Regions from separate parts of the Gasterosteus aculeatus genome. Here region 1 is linked to region 2. The links are chromatin contacts, called in public Hi-C maps. All regions are on one chromosome and are shown on one strand. The core of a region is the stretch at or near the end of the contact, and the rest is flanking DNA. Distances in the headings are between cores, read along the strand shown. Region 1 holds the start of pleca (plectin a). Region 2 overlaps pleca (plectin a).

Region 1 (3,099 bases), core at 416-2,915, 61 kb before region 2:
GACTATTCTAATAAGCATTATAAATGTGTTTGCAGCCATGTGTTAGCAATGAACATGGAGGAGAGAGCGGCATAGCAACAGGGACGAGGTAGACAGAGCACTGGATGTGGTGTATGGATGTGAACAGAGGCTGGATGGGAAAAGGGGGCAGAGTCACCGTGATGTCATCCGTTCTGAAGTCTCGAGCTTAGTCTCTTGGGTTATCACAGTCTTTTTAACCAGGTGTTAGTAGCAGCCGAAAGCTAAATAAGACGTCTGCAGGCAACCGCATTTAGCCTTAATAAACTTTTTTGAAGCTAAACCCCCACTGTGAACAGGTCGTAGAATCTGTCAATCACAACGTAGCCCCGCCCTAAAGCACACCTTTCTTTATCGTTTATTGGACAGTAAATGGACCTTCATTTACATAATACTGCATTTAAACGGTATTTCATTTTGACACCAAAAGGCTCTAACCTCTATTCAAATGGCTTCAATGAGATGCAGATGGCATTACTGGATATTATTATTGTTTGTTATTGAATGTTTTTTTTTATCATATTAGCAACTATTGTTATTTAACACAGCTTGTCTTCTGCAGAATAATATATTATTTATATATTATTAGTATTGATTGACTGGACACTCTCCTCATCTCAACTTTAAGTGTTGCTTTCTAAACGATTCAACCAAACTTTGGGTTATCCATCATTCCGGCTGTTAGCATTTTGGTGCCTCTTTGGAGGGATTTTTTTCCCTTCCTTTCTTCATATTCGACCACTGGATGGCGCCCTTGGTTCATTTTAGTCTCCTGTCGTTTGCACAGAGTTAAAGGCATTTCGGATTTCAGGCTCAGACGGTTTGAAAGGCTTTGGCTCTCTCTGATCATCCCACGTGAGGCTGTAATCATTTGTTGATTTGTTGAAGAAAAACATGCTGTTTGCATGGAGATCAAATTGGAACGACGAATCAAGCATCGATCCCCAACTTGATTTTTTTAGGCGTGTTGTCAGTTATAATCAGTTGTTTCTGGTCGTCCATCAAATGCTCAGCCCCACCTTATCTCAAAATATTGAATGATGTTGCAGTGTAAATATTTGTGTCCATGTACTAGAACAGGCTGTTGGGCGTTTGGAACAGGTTCGGTATGTTTATAGAGAACATTCTGTGCAACAACGAACGGGCCTCACAGGAAAAATTATCAAAGATCATACATCGCACAAACGCACAATAAGATAAGTAGATATTATTAAAAGGGGAACAGCACAAAAAGTTTTACCTTTTCATTACACACCTTGTGAGCTTGTGAGAAAGGTATCTGAGATCAGAGAATGCAGCCTGTAAAACTAAGTTATAATTAGTTCAGCTAAATTAAAGTCTGCACTCTTTGTGTTCGGGAGACAATATGCACCTCTGTCATCACAGGACACTTTTTTGGCAATTGTTCAGGTAAAGTGAGTGAGTGAGGGTGAGTCTCCCTCCGGCATAAAGGCCTCTGATGTTGAGCCGGGGGGGGGGGGGGCAGGAGTGGCTGACAGTTAAGCCTGCTGCTGTTAACCCCTTGCTACTCCTCAAGGATCCGCACACACTTTTACAGGACTCAAGTTTTAACACAACAGGCGCGCGCACACACACACACACACACACACACAAACACCAGCTACCGCACACAACCCTCCAGCGCTGACGTGGGCTTGAGGTCGGTCTCCGTTTTGGAACAGCTGGTTTCCATCTGTGGTTCCCGTTGCTCTGGCTGCTGCTGCTGCTGCTTCCTGCTGCCCTTCACCAGTCGCCGCTCTGTGAATCGGAAGGAGAGCACAGCCTCCGCCATGGACGTCCTGACAGCCTGGGCCGTCACCAACCCGGCGGTGGCCCGGCTCCTCTGGGTGCTGGTTCTGGTGCTGGCCACCCTTCTGGTCTGGCTCTTCTTCTTCTGCTGCTACAGTTGGAACCAGACATCCTCGCCCTCCCTGGAGCGGTACCTGGCAGGTAGGTCCCCCCCCACGCCCCTCCTTACCCCTCCCCCACCGCTTCAAACCTCTCTGGCGTTTTACCTTCAGCTCAGGCTCTGTTTCACAAGGAGGAACTCTCTCTCTCTCTCTCTCTCTCTCTGTATTCCACAAGTCCGGTAATTGTAAATTGCTAGTGTTTCCTTTCCAAACCTGCAGAGTGCACATTTTCCATATATATTTTTCCCAGCTTGCGTTGGCTCTGCATTCGTTCTGAAGCTTGAATGTTCCTTTACCCATGTGAGAGAACACAAAGGGTCTTTCATACTGTTCAGTGCAATAAAACATCTTTATTTTTAGGCCATCTCATGCATAGTTTCTGCAGGAGCTGGAAATTACACGCTGTACACAGAACTTCAGAATGTGAGCCTCATGTTACGTCACGTGTGCTGCATGACGAAGTGACATGGTGTCATTGCAGGGTCCCGGCAGGAAACGTGGATATTTGATTCTGTCACCTCTACTGCACTACACACATTTTTAAAGCAACGCCCTTTATTCCACATCACACTTTTCCCCAATACCAATACTATCAAAAGTAACAAACTGTGTTTTTTTTCATACAGTGATGGCAAAGCATTCCAAATCTAAAGCGCCGGCCCAGGTGAGAAATTCCCATGAGAACAACTGTTTTAAAGAGCTCCCTCGCTTGCACTCAAGGTGTTAGCACCTCATGCCCCACATTCCTGTATGACAACTTTCAAGTCCTGTTAAGTACAGCCTGCGCTCATCCTCTCATCCATCAGCAGCTTGTAACGCCCACTTTGGACCCCAGAAGTCCTCGTTCACCTGCAGTTTAAGGGAACACACGAGACCTGCAAGCTTCATTATTCCTCCTGCTTAATCATTCTATTTCAATGGTGTCACATTATTGTATGTTTTTGCAAATGTGGGAATGCAATATGACGCTTTAATCATATGTGAATTTGAGACCTTTTCGAGAGGTGGAGTTGAACTAGATTGGTGTTGCTTTGAAAACAGATGCAACATTATTCAGTTTGCTATGAACCTGCCTGCAGGCTTCAGGCACAAACAGTCCCATCAGTTGATGCTTTTGGAATTCACAAAATGCTTGGAATGGGTTCTTTAAAACAGGTCAACCGCATTTAAG
Region 2 (2,983 bases), core at 453-2,952:
GCTCCGTATCCAAAGCAAACTTTGCATTTGAAATAAAGCTCAGAAATGATTCACCCACTGGTTACTGTGTGACCATGACGATGACTCATTTCCTTATGATAAAGTCCACATTGGGAATAAAAAGGAACTGGGTTTAGTTTTGTGGGATGGAAAGTAAAAATCATCAGGGCAACACATGACAACTGTGTCTAAGCCAGGGCAACAATCTCTCACAAATAATATGGTCACATGATACTCATACGCTTGCCTTTAATCACAAGGCTACCAGAGAGTTGTTTTTACAATTGGTTGTTCCACGACTAGAGAGAGCTGTGGAGAGTTTTATAAAACTTTGACTTTAGTGGACACACAGGGTCCTAACATGGCGTTCATGCATCATGGATATGATTTTAAGTTTTTATTCCGCCAGAAAACTGAGTGAGTGCTTTTTTCTTTTGTCTAACTTCAATTTGTTAACAGAATTTTAATTAATGACATCAGAAGAGACGCTAGAAAGCACCGCGGAGGCCGTTAGTCTACCTCATTTAGTGCCTTTTCACTTTTGACCTCCCTCCTCTCCCTCTGCAGGCTGGAGCGACTTCAGCGGGTCGTCAGTAAGGTCCAGATGGAGTCGGGTGTGTGTGAGGAGCAGCTCAACCAGGTGGAGACTCTGCTGCAGACGGTAAGACCCAAACACCCCCTCCACCAGGAAGCATTGGCTCCTCCTGCAGCGCTGTAACTACGCTTGTCCCCGCGCTGCAGGACGTGAGGATGCTGAGCTCAGGGAGACCTGCTCAGCACACGGCAGAGATGGATGCAGATCTGGACAAAGCAGAAGGAATGATCCGCTTCCTCTTCAATGATGTTCAATTGCTTAAAGATGGACGCCACCTTCAGGCTGAACAGATGTATCGCAGGTGCAAAAATCTAACTTTAAACATTTAAGATGGCTACATTAAAAAGTATCTTCATTTAGAAATAATCTGCTCATTTCTCTTTTTAATTAACCAGGAATCTGCCTTTATACGCAAATGTGTGTTTTGCACTTTTTTTTTTGCACTAGTGTTTTTTGCACACTACTTTTTTGATACGCTTTTGGTTACAAGCCTTAAATAACGTCTGTGATAAAAGACACAAAACGGATTTTATTCTTTATATTAAATGTATGAATAAATATCATGTCTTTACTTTTGTATGACTTACGGTTGCTAACAAGTGGCTAAATTATACTACAAAAATGTTGGTCATAAAACATTTCGATTTTTGTAAACGAAACCAGTGTGACGAGTCATTCTGTGGTTGGCCTACAAAAAAACATCCTCCCTCGAATACTCGTAGTTGTTTATTTGATAAAACGTCACTGTAGAGAAAGTTGCAGAACTAGTAGTCAAATAAAATACACCAAATACCAACCTTAAAGTTGAGAAGCTTGACTTAGTGAGCATTTTGTATTTTTCTGGATGTAAAATGAAGCAATTATAAAATATTCTAGATGTTCTTTCTGTTGATCGACTAGTTACTGAATTCATTGCCATCGTGTATTCTCAGAGTGTACCGGCTCCACGAGAGGCTGGTGAACCTCCGCAGCGAGTACAACCTGCGCCTCAAGTCCGGTGTGACCACCACCCAGATCCCCATGACTCAGGTCCACACCGCCCAGGTCACCACCCTGCAGCAGGCCCCCATGAGGGTGCGGCCTGAGCTGGATGAGGTCACCATGCGTTACATCCAAGACTTGCTGGGCTGGGTGGAGGAAAACCAGCGGCGGGTGGATGACGGCGAGTGGGGCTCCGACCTGCCCACCATCGAGTCCCAGCTGGGCAGCCACCGTGGCCTGCACCAGTGTGTGGAGGAGTTCCGCTCCAAGATCGAGAGGGCAAAGGCGGATGAGGTACTGACTAGTGGGATGGAGTCAGGTTATTGGGTGTAGCACACATGGATGGTTGAAGACCTCTGAATCACCGCTAACATCTCAGATGAATCCGTGAAGTCAAATGAAATGTTATTCAACTCAAATCTTCAAGCTTGTGTTATTGATCATGATAACGGATTTTTAAGTCAAAATTTATTTTTGAGGATTTTGGTGTCTGAGCTGGTTTGCATAATCTACAGTAATTGTGCTATTGTGAACTTATAATACTTATAATATCCACTATCTTTCAAAGATGTGATCTCTCGTCGGAATATAATTCATTTTGTATTATTCTTCACCATTAAGGGTTTGCTGACCTGTTTTGCATGTTTCTTATTGCCTCTTCCTACTGCAGAGTCAGATCTCACCTGTCAGTAAAGCTGCCTATCGTGAGTATTTGGGAAAACTGGAGCTGCAGTACAGCAAGCTCATGGTAAGCAAAAAATACACAAAAACAGAACCTGTGTCTTTCAACTTAAGCACTTAGTAGGGACAAGGCTGTTACAACATTAACCTCGTGGAGGTTCAATAAAGTCCAAACAGCACACATATACATATATATATATATAATATAGGCTGTCACTTTTTAGTGATCCAACCCTCAAAGGAACAATCATGTGGTCACATGTTCACTTACAGAACGCCTCTAAGGCCCGTCTGCACTACCTGGACCAGCTCCACGCCTTCGTCATTGCAGCCACCAAAGAGCTGATGTGGCTCAACGACAAAGAGGAGGAGGAGGTCAACTGCGACTGGAGTGAACGAAACACCAACATGACAGCCAAGAAAGACAACTACTCGGTAGAGTGACGATGCGCTGCGCTGTTCTAACAAAGTGTACCGGCAGTGCTTTCCCATGACCATGAATGTGACGCAATTGTGTCGTTGGTTCCGATCAGGGTTTGATGAGAGATCTGGAGCACAGGGAGAAGAAGATGAACGATGTCCAGGCTACAGGAGACAAACTGCTGAGGGACGGTCACCCCGCCAAGAAGACTGTTGAGGTACGACGATTTAGGATGGAGAAGGAATCGCCACTACACACCATATCCAAATGTAGAAGTCTTAAATGAGTGATTACCCTCCTCATCA

The links. A called contact is a pair of places that touch in the nucleus more often than the background predicts.
Region 1: a contact with region 2 is called in a Hi-C map of whole body, with 5 times the contacts expected there. The contact joins the promoter of pleca here to the enhancer-like site in region 2. A contact is called at or near these places in 4 of 6 Hi-C or Micro-C datasets (skeletal muscle, tail fin and whole body).

Annotation. Positions count from the first base shown.
Region 1 is chr10:4,707,888-4,710,986 of fGasAcu3.hap1.1, reverse strand. pleca (plectin a) reads left to right here and starts at 1,665. Exons shown (of 36, transcript XM_040188222.2): 1 at 1,665-1,968; 2 at 2,555-2,592. The coding sequence starts at 1,809.
Region 2 is chr10:4,646,855-4,649,837 of fGasAcu3.hap1.1, reverse strand. pleca (plectin a) reads left to right here. Exons shown (of 36, transcript XM_040188222.2): 15 at 568-661; 16 at 742-896; 17 at 1,528-1,870; 18 at 2,247-2,324; 19 at 2,531-2,692; 20 at 2,791-2,895. Among protein-coding and RNA genes, the nearest start is that of LOC120826179, 21 kb to the right of the region's middle. Within about 2 kb of position 1,702, at least 1 of the 9 cell types and tissues checked has open chromatin away from gene starts, as enhancers often do.